Linked DNA regions of Hordeum vulgare: region 1 is linked to region 2. The links are chromatin contacts, called in public Hi-C maps. All regions are on one chromosome and are shown on one strand. The core of a region is the stretch at or near the end of the contact, and the rest is flanking DNA. Distances in the headings are between cores, read along the strand shown. Region 1 holds the start of LOC123448775 (membrane steroid-binding protein 1-like). Region 2 holds the start of LOC123448773 (protein ROLLING AND ERECT LEAF 2).

Region 1 (7,441 bases), core at 4,123-6,622, 760 kb after region 2:
CCTCAAGTTTGCGTCCGGTTTGCGGAAATTCACACAATCAAACATGTCCGTAAACAGATGCAATACCGCGTTGGATGACAAACTATGTGCGGATAGCTCCGTCCAAATGTCGTATGCAGGCATTTTGATGGCCGTCGGAGATGCCCTGAACACTAGCAAATCTAGGGCAGAATTGGTGGAGGTAATGTGCAGTTTGCTCCATGAAACAATTGGCAATGAACGAATCACTTGTGTATATCATTTCCTGGGGCCTACCGAGAGCCCAAGATCTGTACCTGTGTGCGGTGCTAGTGCAAAAATGACACTTGCGCAGCTGTAGCAAAGCGTGAATGAAACACGTTTTGGTCGACATACACCAGGTAGTAGATCCGCTTACGGGAACCAGCTGGCGCCATATTGGGCTGTGGTAGTACAGGGGCAGGGCCCCCATGCAATGACTTGTGCATTTATCTCCACGAGCGAGCGCTCCAGCATTTTACGGCAACAATGAAAACCAGGCCCCTCCCATTCCCATTTGTGTCAAACACGGCGCGAAAGAAAGAAAAACAGAGCAGGTCCCTCCCATCATCTACCTACACGTTGGGTTCGGCCGATCTTGGATCTGCTGTGCATACCATTACCACCAAATCCAAATCCAAATCCAGATCGACATCTGCGAAGAAGCGAGATACGGGGAAATATCTACAAGCACGGTTGGTAGGTCGGCGTGCGAAAGACAGGAAACAGTTGGGCGTAAATCTCCGGATCGGCCCCGGACCCGCCGCTTCTGCCGTTTCGAGGGGGAAGAAACAGAGGAGCGGCACGAGATTATGGAGGATGGAGAAGGGCTCCATCGCCTCTGCCTTCACATGCATGCATGACGCGCGAACTCCACTCGATGGATAACGTTGCGTTGCCGTCCCCCTGTGTGTGTGTACAGTACGTTCCACCGGTGGACACCCCATGTGATCGGGGGTGAGTGTGCGCGTCAGTGCTCTGCTCCGCTCTGCTGCCTGGCCTCCCTCGGAGAACAGAACACAATTATTTGCCGCTGCGATAGCGTACACGTACTGCGCTCTCCGTATCGTTGGGCCCCCGTCGAACGAAAAAGGGACCAGACAACAGTGGGTGCAGTGCACAGCGCTGCGACTTGGAAAAAGAAAGGCAAGGACTCTTTCCTCTCGATCGAGATTCCGATGCTAGTGTAGAGCAGAAGAAAAGGATGACAGACACTAGATGAAGAATCTGGAAATGGGCGGAAATGATGCCAATAATGTTTCCCGACAATGCTATTCCCTCTGTTCCTAAATATACAAGTCTTTAAAAACTACATACGAATATATATAAACATATTTTAAAATATATATTCACTAATTTTACTCCATATATAAACATATTTTAAAGTATATATACATTAATTTTGCTTCATATGTAATTTCTTAGTGAAATATTTAAAAATACTTATATTTAAGAGCGGAAGGAGTAGAAGAAATGGAGCAGTGTATGGTTGGCAAAATTATGGCTCCCCTTAAGTTGCCAGCAAAATCGTGTCGTTTCGATACGATGGTTAAGCCTTGAATTGAATTATTATGGCACGAAGCCAAAAGCATATACACACATCAAGGACGGCTCTTCACGCGTCAAGGTCTCCCTGTCACTCAAAATTCCTCCCCCCTTATCCACTACTACTACACACACCAACCAACACTAGTTAAGCAGATGGAGAAAGCAGGTGCATCAGTCGCACAGCATACATACAAACAACATCACCTGTCAGCGCATCAGATCTACTGCTCGCAGTCCAGTGGTAAATAAAAGGCACAACAACTTACAGGCAATGAGACAAGGACCCACAGAGTTAGGCCTTCTCTTGCTCCTCGTCAGGCTGAGCACCAGCTGTTGCGTTTTCACGAGGAAGATGACCCACCACAGGGTACCTCTCTTTGAACTTCTCTTCCCAGTCTTGTAAAACCTCCAGTTCGTCTGGACTCAGGCCTTCCAAGTCTCCAGTTAGGTCATTAAGGTCAAATGACATCAATGCCAGGGCCCGAGATGCATCCCTCCCGGCAAACAAGGAATATGGTCCTTGAGGTCCATAAAACAGCCTGGGGTCAAGAAAGAAACACACAACAGAGTCATCAATGATCAACAGTCTGCACTGTACACACACAATGACACAAGCAAGATCCTACTACTTCGAGGGCATAACAAGTTGTATGATAGTCATCAAATGGAATTACACATCTAAAAATATACTCCCTCCGTCCCAAAATTCTTGTCTTAGGTTTGTCTAGAAATGGATGTATCTAAATACTAAGATGTGACTAGATACATTCGTATATAGATAATTCTTAGACAAGAATTTTGGGACAGAGGGAGTATCATATTTGTGCATGATGTCCAGATAAACAAACTCATTTTCGACTTCTCATGCGGACGTGGAAAGCATGTTCAACCTAATTATTAACATCCAATATAGTGCACAAGTACCGAGCTCATATCTGAACTCAGATCCACAAGACACCCCTTGCAAAAGATTGTATCAAGGATTCAGACCTAGTATATACCTAATTTCTTGGCGGTATTAGGGCCAAATGAATACCAGCTACAGAACTGCACTACAAACTCTAGAGTCAAGTCAGTCTCAACAACGAATAAGAATATGCTTGCTGTCTGTTGAAACAGCAGACTCATAAGATGAATAATAGTTAAACAAAACAATGACTTTAAGGGTAACCGACACTAGCCATGTACTAGTGTACTGCTAATTGCAGACATCAGGACAAACAATGTGACAATAAACTACAGCACCAAATGATTTCACCAACTACAATACCTTACAGACAAACGTGGAGCAAAACAAGGAGAGATGACACATGATACTATGATCAGTAAGGCAACAATAAAATGTGCTTCTGAAGAAATAAGGTGGACACAAACAACACAACATTGGCACTATAAGAAATGAAGAAACTAGAGATAAAAAGTAAGTGCTACTCATCACATTAAGTACACAGAGCCTAGTATAGTATAAGTGGTGCAGAGTTAAAATACAATCCAAATTAATCGACAGCCTCTATACAATGTACGTTTTAACAAACATTGTGAATGAACAGTTCTCAACACTTGCTGTAGTTATTTTCCTAATATTAACATACTGTGAACGAACATCTGGCCAGATTGCAAATGGAAACTTCACCTTATCAAATCATTATACCAATGGATAGTCTTTGTTAAAAATGGAGTACAGCTTCAAAGCTCCCAGAAGTGATTCAAAGAGAAAAAAATTAAGCACAACATGTTCTTTTATTTGACAGCCTACTGGAACCCTTTCTCTCTTTTCCTACTGCGTTTCAGGGTAATATAAGGACGGACAGACAAGTACCGTACAAACATTCATTGTATTTTTAGTTACATTCTAAGAGTTCCATTTAATTATTGGAGATATTAAATTTAGTGTTTACGAATCGAACACCTTGAATACTGCACTGAAGTCAGTTAACCTGTTATTGTAGCTAAAATCAACATGAGACTACCGCCATAACCCATGTAGAGAAGTGAGCGAGAGCTGAGAGTACAGACTACTTACTGAATATTGCCTATCATGTCCATTGATTATAGTCCAGTTGATCAAATACTCGGGTGCTTAGATGCACAAGGTACATGTTAAACTCCCGGTCTAAGCATTCAAGAATAACCAAAGGTCTAGCAACACCATGACAACAAAATCTATTGAGAACAAACAAACCCATAGAACCATATTGGATTGCTCAAATCCTCATTACATGTGTGAAGTTCACCATTTTTGCACTCCACCAATTGAAGGGCAGTAAGAGACGGAAATTGCTTTTGGAGGCCGAGCTTCATGGAGACCTCCAAAAGCAAATTTCAAATTTCGTATTTTAACATTTCAAAAAATTCTGAAAAAAAATACATAGATAGATGAAGGTATAATACATAAGTGTGTAACTTTTTAGAACGAAATACTTTGAAATGAGGGCTATGCAAAAAAGACAAATCTGGGACTTTTTAACACATGTTATTATTCATCATTTCGGATCATGAATTTGTCTTTTTTGTACAGGTCGCGTTTCAAAGTATTTCGACCTGAAATTTTACACACACACGGATCACACCCTTGTTTACTTGTATAATTTTTTTAAGATTTTTTGAAACTAAAATTTTCGAATTTTGATTTTTCCAAAAATTTCGGCTTCCATGGAGGACGCGCTCCAAAATGCCATTCTCAGTAAGAGACTCCTATCCTAGTATAACATCATCAACCTGAAAAGACTCAGGCCTCATGTCTCCAAATGGAATTTAATGGACTATCCACGTCACCAATGTAATAATTACCTACAGTTACTAGCACACATTATGTATCTTGCTTCTAACTTTTACTAAAACTTAGATAAGCTCTTCATCACTCCATATTAACGTGCTTTGCTCATAGTAGTACTGCTTCCAACTGTTTCTCTCAGAGGGTGCTTGGATCCAAGAGACTAAAACTAGTCTTTTTAAAAGGCTAAAGTTCCAAGCACCCCTGACTAAAGAGAGGCTAAAACTAGTCTAGAGGCTAAAATCTTTTAGTCAGGGATACCCCTACTAAAATGTGCATTAGTCCTCTCTCTCCTCATTTAACTCCTCATGCAAGTTCTGGATTGGAGGATTTGAAGGATAATAAATGCTCATTAACTTGATTTTAGTCTCTTTAGTACTTAGATCCAAGCATGGGTGAGGCTAGCAAGTTTTAGTCTCATTACTTTTAGTCATGGGACTAAAACGTATCCAAGCACCCTCTCAATTAGTCTAGTCTAGTTACTCGAGCATGGTATGATTTATACAATGTTAAACTCAGGTCATGCGCGTATCTGTCCAGGCACAATATAACCCTCACCTTCCGCGCGAGACGTCGTAGACCTGACCGCGGATGGCGATGAGGATCGACTTGGCGGGATCCTTGCCGTCATACGCCCCGAGCTGCTCGAGCGTGATCTCACCCACCTGCACAGGGTCCGGAAACGGCGGCACGAACGGCTCCGGCTCCGGCTCCGCCTCCGTCACCTGCTCCTGCTGCGGAGGCGGCTTGGGTTGGGCCGCCGGTGCCGAAGCGGCGGCGTCTGGGGCGATGAAGAGGGTGGAGACGATGAGGTAGGTGGCGAGCATCAGAGCCAGCACGGTGAAGGCAGCCGCGGGCGAGAGGCCCGTGTAAGCCTGCACGGCGTCCGCGATCTCCTGCGCTGCCATGGGGGCTCGCTGGAGCTTAGGGTTCGGTGGCTGGGTTTTGGGGGGGACGGGGTTAGGTGCGCAGGGTGGTTCTGCCGCCGGTCACGGATGTTGACTCGGCGACCTGGGAAGAAAGGGGAAAGCCGGCGGAGTCGCAGCGCACGCCGCACGGTCCTTTTTTCCTTCTTTTTCTAGTAGCAAAACAAATGGAGAGAAAAAGTGGGAGTTTTTTTCCCTTATAGGGCTTGGGAACCATAGGCCCGGGAAAAGATAAGCCCGGTAGGGCACGTTGCTGCTGGGCCTGGGAATGGAGACGAAAGGTGGGTTTTTTTTTCTAGGGGAGGTTTTTTTTAAGGGGGGTGAAGGGCGGAAATGCGATTCAGCTTTCGGAAACACGTGCGAAAATGGGAAATGAATTTTGAAATGTTAAAAAAATCACAATAAATTTTTTATGAGTTCTTTTTCACCTGAATTTATTTAGGCAAAAAGGTTAAGCATTTTATCCTGTGTAGGAAAAAAATTAAACATCAATTGTTACCCTAAAATGTCACACCCAAATTTATTTATTTTCACCGATGAAACATCACTGCTCCATTTTGCATGAAAATTGCTAAGCATTCTTGCGAGACTAACACAAACATCTAAAAAAAACAGATTTTTTGAAAAATGTTTACTATTATTTTTTGTGTTACTGTTCATCCGGGTGCAAATGCACCTAGGAGCCAAAACGTCCCTCCCAAATGAAGGATGGTATTCTTCAGTTGCCAAAAGATAGCCCGGGCGGGGCACGTTGCTGCTGGGCCTTGCAAAAAGCCGGCCCTTAAGGACATGCTTATTCCGGATAGGCCCACACAAAATTATTCTACAAAAAGGGATATGTACTCGAAATGTTTTTCCTTTTCCTTTCTGAGAACATGGTTTATAGTACTCCCTCCGTCCGAAAATATTTGTCCTAAAAATTGGATATATTTGATGTATCTATAATTAAGATAAGTCTAGATTCATTCATTCCTAGGACAAGTATTTCCGGGCGGAGGGAGTATTTTTTTGCTGGGTGAAAACGAGTTTATTTTAAAATTACAGGGTTACAATCATGAGACAAGTCCTCCTCACAAAACGAAGGACCCACGTTCAACCATACCGCAGTGCAACACTGGGATATGGTTATAATGTGACAGAAGATATGCGGCCCTATTTTGCTCTCTACCAATTTTACAAGGAACAAACTCCGTAACAACCATGTGAGTTTTAATCTCAGCATCTAAATGACCATATGCTGATCTCGAAAGAGTGTCGCCTTAAAGTACTGCCAAGGCATTCGAAGAATCGGATTGGACGATTACCGGCTTGTGTGAATGCTCGATGGCCAACGCCATACCTTGCATGATAGCGTGAATTTCCTCTTCTAGGGCGTCATCGTAGTGAAAGATGTACCTATGTGCTACAAAGATCACAAAACCATCCTCATTCCGCAGAACCATTCCAGCAAATGTGTGCCCATCATGGCTCAAGAACGAGCCATCAACATAGAGGGCACTCCAACATGCAGGTGGATGAGGCCATGGCAACGCACGTTTGTTGTACACAACTTGGCCTTCCTCTATCATTGGCATTTTTCCCTTCATAATTTTGTCCATATTAAAATTTCTTGCCAACTTAAGCGGCTTGTAATAGTTGTCCAGATAATCAACTATAACTTGAACGGGATCTCATTCCGAAGCTGCCAAATGGTCATGATCACCATGTCCCTTATGTTCTGTGCATTTAGACATGAGTTGCAAGAGCCAATCCTTGCCCAACTCACTTAGTAGTGCATCATCGGGAAGGGGGCAAATATTTTGAAGACCTTGCCATACTTGCCTATCATGCATACATGTAATCAGTGCATGGAAACTACTCTTCGCCTCTTTGCCACATATCGGGCAGGAGCTTCGTGTCCGGATATGGCGACGTACCTTATCCAGATTAGTGTCCAGTACTCCGGTCACCGTCTTCCATGCTAAGATGCTCGATTTTAGAGGAACTTTTGATCTCCATTAGAATTCCAGATTGTCCAGTCACCATCAGGTCTTGTACTACTATCCCACCCGCATGAGCTTCATCGTGTATCTCGGTTGCTAATCTATAAGCTGACTTGACCGTAAATAAGCCACATGATTCCGGAAACCAACCGATGAAATCATGTCTATTCCTTGGAGAAGTTTGAATTTTCAAAATCTATGTAACATACATAGGC
Region 2 (7,708 bases), core at 4,058-6,557:
TTCTGTCTCCGCAAGATCCCATCTGGGGCACGTTCTGGTGCCCTGCCGGAGGGGGGATTCGGACACAGAGGGCTTCTTCATCAACACCATGACCTCTCCGATCATCCGTGAGTAGTTGACCATAGACCTACGGGTCCATAGCTAGTAACTAGATGGCTTCTTCTCTCTCTTGGATCTTCAATACAAAGTTCTCCATGATCTTCATGGAGATCTATCCGATGTAATCTTCTTTTGCGGTGTGTTTGTCGAGATCTGATGAATTCTGGATTTATGATCAGATTATCTATGAATCTTATTTGAGTTTCTTCTTATCTCTCTTATGCATGATTTCATATCCTTGTAATTTTCTTCGAGTTGTGGGTTTTGTTTGGCCAACTAGATCTATGATTCTTGCAATGGGAAAGTGCTTGGTTTTGGGTTCATACCGTGCGGTGACCTTACCCAGTGACAGAAGGGGTAGCAAGGCACGCATCATGTTGTTGCCATCAAGGGTAAAAAGATGGGGTTTTCATCATTGATTTGAGATTACCCCTCTACATCATGTCATCTTGCTTAAGGCGTTACTCTGTTTGTCATGAACTCAATACACTAGATGCATGCTGGATAGCGGTCGATGTGTGGAGTAATAGTAGTAGATGCAGAAAGTATCGGTCTACTTGTCTCGGACGTGATGCCTATATGTATGATCATTGCCTTAGATGTCGTCATGACTTTGTGTGGTTCTATCAATTGCTCGACAGTAATTTGTTCACCCACCGTGATATTTGCTATTCTGAGAGAAGCCTCGAGTGAACACTATGGCCCCCGGGTCTACTCCACACCATATTTTCAGCCTTACACTTTTTACTTCGTTGCACTTTCCGCCTTCAGATCTCACTCTGCAAACAATCTTGAAGGGATTGACAACCCCTTTGAAGCGTTGGGTGCAAGCTTGTTTGTGTTTGCGCAGGTACTCTGGACTTGACGAGACCCTCCTTCTGGATCGATACCTTGGTTCTCAAACTGAGGGAAATACTTACTGCTCCTGTGCTGCATCACCCTTTCCTCTTCAAGGGAAAAACCAACGCAAGCCCAGCCTCCGTCAACGTGTCAATTTCTGGTGCTGTTGTCTGTTGCCGTAGCATCCACCACCACCACCACCACCATGTCGTCGTGTTGGAGAACTCATCTACCTCTCCGCCCCTCTTGCTGGATCAAGAAGGTGGGGATTGTAATTGAGCTATACGTGTGCTGAACGCGGAGGTGTCGTCCGTTCGGCACTAGATCGGGATGGATCGTGATAGGATCGCAGGACGGATCGTGATGAGATCGCGGGATGGGCTGCGATTTGGATCGCGAAGATGTTCCACTACATCAACTGTGTTATATACGCTTCCGCTTAGCAATCTACAAGGGTATGTAGATTCACTCTCCCCTCTCGTAGATGATCATCACCATGGATAGGTATTGCGTGTGCGTAGGAAATTTTTGGTTTCCCATGCAACGTTCCCCAACATCGTTGACATGACGAAGTGCCTCCTACTTCAAGACGATGTGGGATCGAGCTGCAATCAGAGCGATGGCAGCAAGCGTCACAAGAAGTAGATGATTTGATGATCGTTTCTCATAGTTTATTGTGCATGTAATAGTTTATTGAGGTGTGCGCCAATGTTATGTGTGTAGTCACTTATGTATTCAGATGCTTAATTAGGTTATGCAATCATGTTGTTATGTATGTAATTACTTATGTATTTGTATGTTTAATTTGATTATGCAATCATGTTCTTCGTTTGTGCTATTTTGTCTCATCGCACACAATTCATTTGAGTTATTCTTATGATGTTTATCACACACATCTTCATCTGTGCAACCGTTTGTGTTAAAATTGGCTCATCGCCAATAGTTCATCCGGGCAACGTGTTTTTCTCCTATCGCACACATCTTGATATGGGTGATCGTTTGTGTTATTTATGTCATCCCAAACAGTTCATCCAACTCATTTGTGTTGTGCTCTGATTGTGGTGTCGCGTATGGACCATCCTGCAGTAGTGTGGTGATCTTGACTTCCTCGAGATGGACCACCTTTCTTGATTGCGTTGGCTCGATGAAGACTGGTTGATTTCTCCCCCATAGCCCACTATGGGTTTGACACATCTTCACGAGTCCATTGCCACTACAATGGATGGCAAGCTTCAAGCATGATCTCTTTGTGATGCTCCACTTGAACTTGCACTCTGCAATCTAGATGACGATCACCGCTTGATGTCATCCTCCATGGGTTGTATGAGGTCTTCCTCTTGACGCGAGCCCATGGAAACATACCTAACCCCACATATAACTCTCATGTAGACCATGGGTTAGTACACAAAGTGTAATGGACAATGCTTACCACACCACGAGATCACTTTATCCCTCTCGGTACATCTTGTACGCTTTGTGTGTTGATCAACTTGATTCATTCTTTGACTTAGTCTTGATCAACCTTGTATCTTATCTTCTCTCTTCACAAAGATGATGTCTTGAAGGTAAACATGAATGCTCACACAATCTTCTTCTTCAAGACATGCTTGCAGTAAGCTCAACTCTCACATGACCAATCTTTGGATAATACCTTGAATACCACCTTGGTCACAATATAAACTCCTTGAAACCAACAGATGGACTTCAATAAGTGCCTATGGACAAATCCTTCAAATATAACTCAAGGCAACCATTAGTCCATAGGTATTGCCATCAATTACCAAAACCACACATGAAGAAATATGCTCTTACAATTGGGATCAAGGTCTAAAGACTAAAGGGGGATGGATAATCCTATTAAAAAGTTCCACTCCACGTTTAAGTGCTGGGAATTTTAGCTTAAGGTGACAAGGACTAGACAACCACGTAACCAACTTAACATCCAAAATATCAACAATAACGAGCAGCGGAAAAGTAACAATCTTCCAAGTAAGGAGGAGGTAGAGTTTAAAGGATACAAACACTCATGATGTGATGATTCCCCCATGTTGACTCGGAAGTGTCGATGGAATGTGATGCTTGGAAGCGCCGATCATAGTCCATCGGCACTTCCGAGCAATCTGAGACGGCTCGAAAGTGCCGATGAAATGTGACGCCTGGAAGTGACCAACAAATATAAGGTTTTGCAAAGTGAAATATTTGGGTTGGTAGTTCCTGAACATAAACAACGGGATTCTGAATAATTGAATTTGTGTTTGACCTCTGAGCATGAATAATCCGAAGTGGCTTGTTAGTATCGAATAAAATCTCTCGTGGTGCCGAGACTTGAAGGTATTCATACAAAAATGCCTAGGAAGTAGGAGAAAAAAATAAAGTAGAGAGACTGCGCCATTGCGATGGTAATGCGATGCCACCATCAAATCTCTTAAGTTGCTAAGCTCACAAAAGTGAAGCCTTCTCGTGCATCGAGGTAGTTTTTTGCATTCATGGCTCCACATGTGAGCGAGAGGACCCGTTATGTGTTGTTGGACCTATTCGCACTTGAGTGTGGTGCTTCTATTCTAATTGATAAACAAATCGTTAAATTTATGAATATTTTTTAATTGTGTGAACATTTTTAAAATTCATCAACAATTCTGAATATCGGGGAATTTCTTTTGAAATCCGGGAACATTTTCTAAACTCATGAGAATTTTTATTCACAATCATTTTTTGGATTTTGGGGAACATTTTCGAAAATTTGCAAAATTGAACATTTTATAAATTGGAAAACAATTTCTAAATTTCCTACTATTTTCAAAATTCATGGTTTTTTAATTTACTGACATTTATTCAAATCCATAATAAATTAACTTCATGAACATTTTTTGTTTTCGAACTTTTTAAAATCAGCGAAAATATTTTATTTTATTGAAACATTTAGAATATTCTATCTACTTTTTCATCAATTTCCTTCCTCTTTGTTTTTGTCTTCACTTTTTTAGATGGGTCGTGGCCCAATAGGGTAGCTGCTAGCCAAGTGAAGCAATCGTCGTGAGGCATGTGTTTGGTCATCCTTCAACACGTTGCATGTTCAATAGGATTTCCCGCGTGTTTGAGTTATTTCCTTGCTGGGAAGGGGCGATTTGGTATTTTGTTTCGTGCGTTTGTGAAGGGTTCATCGGTTGGTGCCAACTTGTTGGTTCTGGGTTGAGTGACCCGGTCGTGACTTTCTATGTCTTTTCTGCCAGACTCCTTAGGCGACAGATTCACGGTGGAAGACCCATACTAGCTAGAGGAGAGGTAGAACAAAAAAAAAGATGCTGGAGACCTATGCCAATATGAGCACCTGTCGAAAAGTTGTTTGTAGTTGGGCTTTGTGAAAGTAAATCTAAAATTATTGTCGGAAAGCGACTAGGTTGAGATATTGGAGCCCATTTGAAGATGATTCTCAGAAGCAGAGGCACGAACGAATTGGGTTATGAGGCGTGCATCATACATAAGTCTAGAGTCACGCTTACATGTGCCAGCAAAATAGCGAAGTTAGAGAAAAGACATACCATCTAGGTATATATGGTCATGGTTGAGTCAGTTTACATAGGATGAAACCGACGATACACCTGAACTCAAACAATTAACGATGGAAATATCAAACCGAACATCATAAAACCTAATAAATCAGGAATATCAATCAACTCATTTTTTTGATTTTCGGTGTAAAAGCGAAGTAGGGCGTTTTGGTGACCGAGCTTCATGGAACCCTTTATTTAAAAGAAAAATTAGAATTTAAACTTTTCGACTTCAAAAAATTCTGAAAAAAATATGTAACTATACAGGGATGGAATGTATGTGTGTGTAAAAATTTAGGATAAAATACCTTTAAATGCAATCTGTATAAAAAAAGATAAATGTTTAGACTTCTAGGATGAATAGTATGATGTGTTAAAAGCCTCAAATTTGTTTATTTTACAGCCCTTATTTAAACGTATTCCGTCCTAAAAACTCACAGACATATGTGTTATGCCTTCACGTATATCTGCATTTTTTTAGATTTTTTTAAATTATAAAAATATGGATTTTGGGTTTTTAAAAAACCGGACTCCATGAAGGCTGAGCTTCAAAAGGCATTTTCGGTAAAAGCGTCCATATCAAATCGTAATGGTAAAACATGCGTCAGACGCCATCCTCTAGCACATTGCATTCTGGACAAAACCCACAGAAAACTCTCGATTGTAAAAGAAGGGAAGAGAACAAATGCCAGCCGTTCAGCCTTTTGCCTTTCGGCTCCATCCTCCCTCGTGGACAGTGGGCCAGAGCCAGGCTACGGGCACACGCCTCCCTGTACACGTCGGGTTCCCATTCCCACCAGCCTGTGACCCCACCCCGCAGCCGCAGGCACACACGCGCGTACGCATCTTTCTCATCTGCCGCAGGACGGCAGGAGGCACCGCCCGCACCCGCACCCGCACCTGCTCATCATCTTCGAAGCTTCTCTCCTCCTCTCCATCCCACTCGACGACCAGCTAGTGCCGACCTCCTCCACACCGCCAACCCGACGCGGCCGCCGTCAGCCCGAGATCCCGTGCCCAACGCTCCCTCTTCGTGGCCAAGCCAGGTGATTCTCTTCCCGACTTCCCCCCCCCCCCCCCCCCCCCCCCCCCCGGATTGCTCTGGGCGGTTTCTCCGCGCTGATTAGGCCAATTGCGGTGGGTCTGGCGCTGGGGTGGGTGAATTGAGTGTTACTTGTGTGCTCCATGACCGCTGCGAGGCAAAACTTGGATCCTTGATGTTTCCGTGGGGGTTTCCTTTTTTATTTGCTGTTAGTACGCGCTCAAGATCAGTTCGTTTTCTTCGTCCGCGTTAGCGTGTACTTACTGATATCAATGGAGAACCTGTGGATGGATGGTTCGATGCGGTGATGGATAGGGCCGTGAATTGGGTGGGTGGTCGCAATGGGCTGACCACTACTGTACGTATTTGCTGGCCGGATTGCTAAAGCTCAAACTTTTCCTTCTTATATGCGTCTTCTTTATTGCTCCACAACTCATTTGAGCTCGTTTAGCCCAAGAGGGTTGGTTTAGTCCAAGACGTGCTGATCCTTCGAAATAATTTGGACGTTCCTCCCTGGAATTAACTTATATTCGTGCTGTTTGAGAACCCCATAACGCCTAATCTGCTGCTTCACATGGCTTGTCCAAGATTGAGAGAATACACTTGAGTTGGTTAAGGGATTCACGCGGTGGCTTGATACTGCATAAATTAGGTTTGTGCTTGGTTCTATAAGTTTTTTGGCGAGACAACCGAGGAATTTTCTGTGTGTATTCTCTTTAATTGGTTTATTATTGAGGATTTATAGGGGGGAAATCACATATTCTTGAAATGCATCCTGGCCTGGTCGTTTAAGTGGAGTTGGTCACAGTCTCGTTGTATATGCTACTTACCGGTATGGACTAGGGAAAAAGTCTTCTAGCTAATGAAGGATCGTATTGTCAGGAACCTGACCTTGGACAGTGCTAGTGATTTTAGTCCAACCTCGGATACGGGAGGAGGCTAGGAGCTCCTTATAAGGAAGAGTGCCACACTCCCTTCAGGCCGGTCTTTTGGGATGTTGTGGGCTCTTCGCTTGTAGTGGAGTGTCCGATGCGCACCGGAAACGTCCGAACGTATGCCGATGGACCTGGAGCTGCTGGGCCTAGGCTTCTAACACGTATTGAGGTTAATTGCTGGTTTTGTTCCCAGCATCTGAGCTCAGTTTCTGTATTTCTATTTGGAGTTCCTCAGTGCTTGCCGAGAAGAGATAAAATTTTTGGACTGATTTGAGCAGGCTAGTTTTACTGGAAGTCAATTTATGTGCTGTACCCAAAGTGCTTGCCTGTGAATGATGCATGCCGAGTTTTTGTAGAATATTTAGCATATACAATGGCGATCAAGATTTAAATTTCCTTTTGAATAGACTGACTCTAATGGCTATGCACAACTTCTGATGAAACGTAGGGTTATCTTTCTTCCTTGTCAGCTAAGTAAACTTTTGGATATTATCTAATCGTAAATTACTTACCATGTGGAAATGCAGGTACGAAGTTGCACTGTCTCTGCATCGTTTTATACAAAAACATCTCCCTTCAATAAGAGCTTTGCTCTGCGGTGCATGGCTGTGACTTTGCATGTTCATCTAAAATTTGCTCAGCATTGAGAGTGACACACATTGAAATGGGATCTACACGAGCAACGAGTGAAGATGACAAGGCTCTTGTCTTGTGCCAGGAAAGAAAACGTTATGTGAAAGAGGCACTTGAAGGGAGATGTGCACTTGCAACTGCTCACTTTGCGTATATTCAGTCGTTGAGGCACGCAGGGTTTGCTCTGAGAAAATTTGTAGAACCTGAAGTGCCAACAGACTCTTCATTATACACATCAACATCTGCAACACCAGAGCCTCCTGGCATGAGGCATAGATCGATGAACCTCTCCCCATCTGTATCACATCCGGCCAGTGACTCCTTCTCCCCAGCTCCATCCCCACTATCTTCAGGGCGTTTCCATGTCAATCATATGAAAGCCGGGAGGAACCCAGCAAGGACTGTTGAGGAAAAGGTGCCTGTTCCTGTAACAGCAACTCTGGAGACTTCATCCTCGGTTCCCATACAAACTGTACATGATTTGGATGATAGTTCTACATTTGAAGCTCCTCCAGGGACACCACCATGGGACTACTTTGGCCTTTTTCAACCTGTTGAGAGCCAGTTGTCGTTTCATGATGAGAAGGAATCTGGTCATGATTTTGAAAATG

What was found. A called contact is a pair of places that touch in the nucleus more often than the background predicts.
Region 1: a contact with region 2 is called in a Hi-C map of seedling, with 4 times the contacts expected there. The contact joins the promoter of LOC123448775 here to the promoter of LOC123448773 in region 2. A contact is called at or near these places in 2 of 6 Hi-C or Micro-C datasets (leaf and seedling) and 1 of 1 datasets of contacts at active chromatin or transcription factors (embryo).

Annotation. Positions count from the first base shown.
Region 1 is chr4H:411,837,751-411,845,191 of MorexV3_pseudomolecules_assembly, forward strand. It overlaps LOC123448775 (membrane steroid-binding protein 1-like), which reads right to left and starts at 5,373. Exons shown (of 2, transcript XM_045125777.1): 1 at 4,877-5,373; 2 at 1,533-2,084. The coding sequence starts at 5,226. The coding sequence ends at 1,838.
Region 2 is chr4H:411,074,302-411,082,009 of MorexV3_pseudomolecules_assembly, forward strand. It overlaps LOC123448773 (protein ROLLING AND ERECT LEAF 2), which reads left to right and starts at 5,308. Exons shown (of 6, transcript XM_045125773.1): 1 at 5,308-5,533; 2 at 7,106-7,708. The coding sequence starts at 7,129.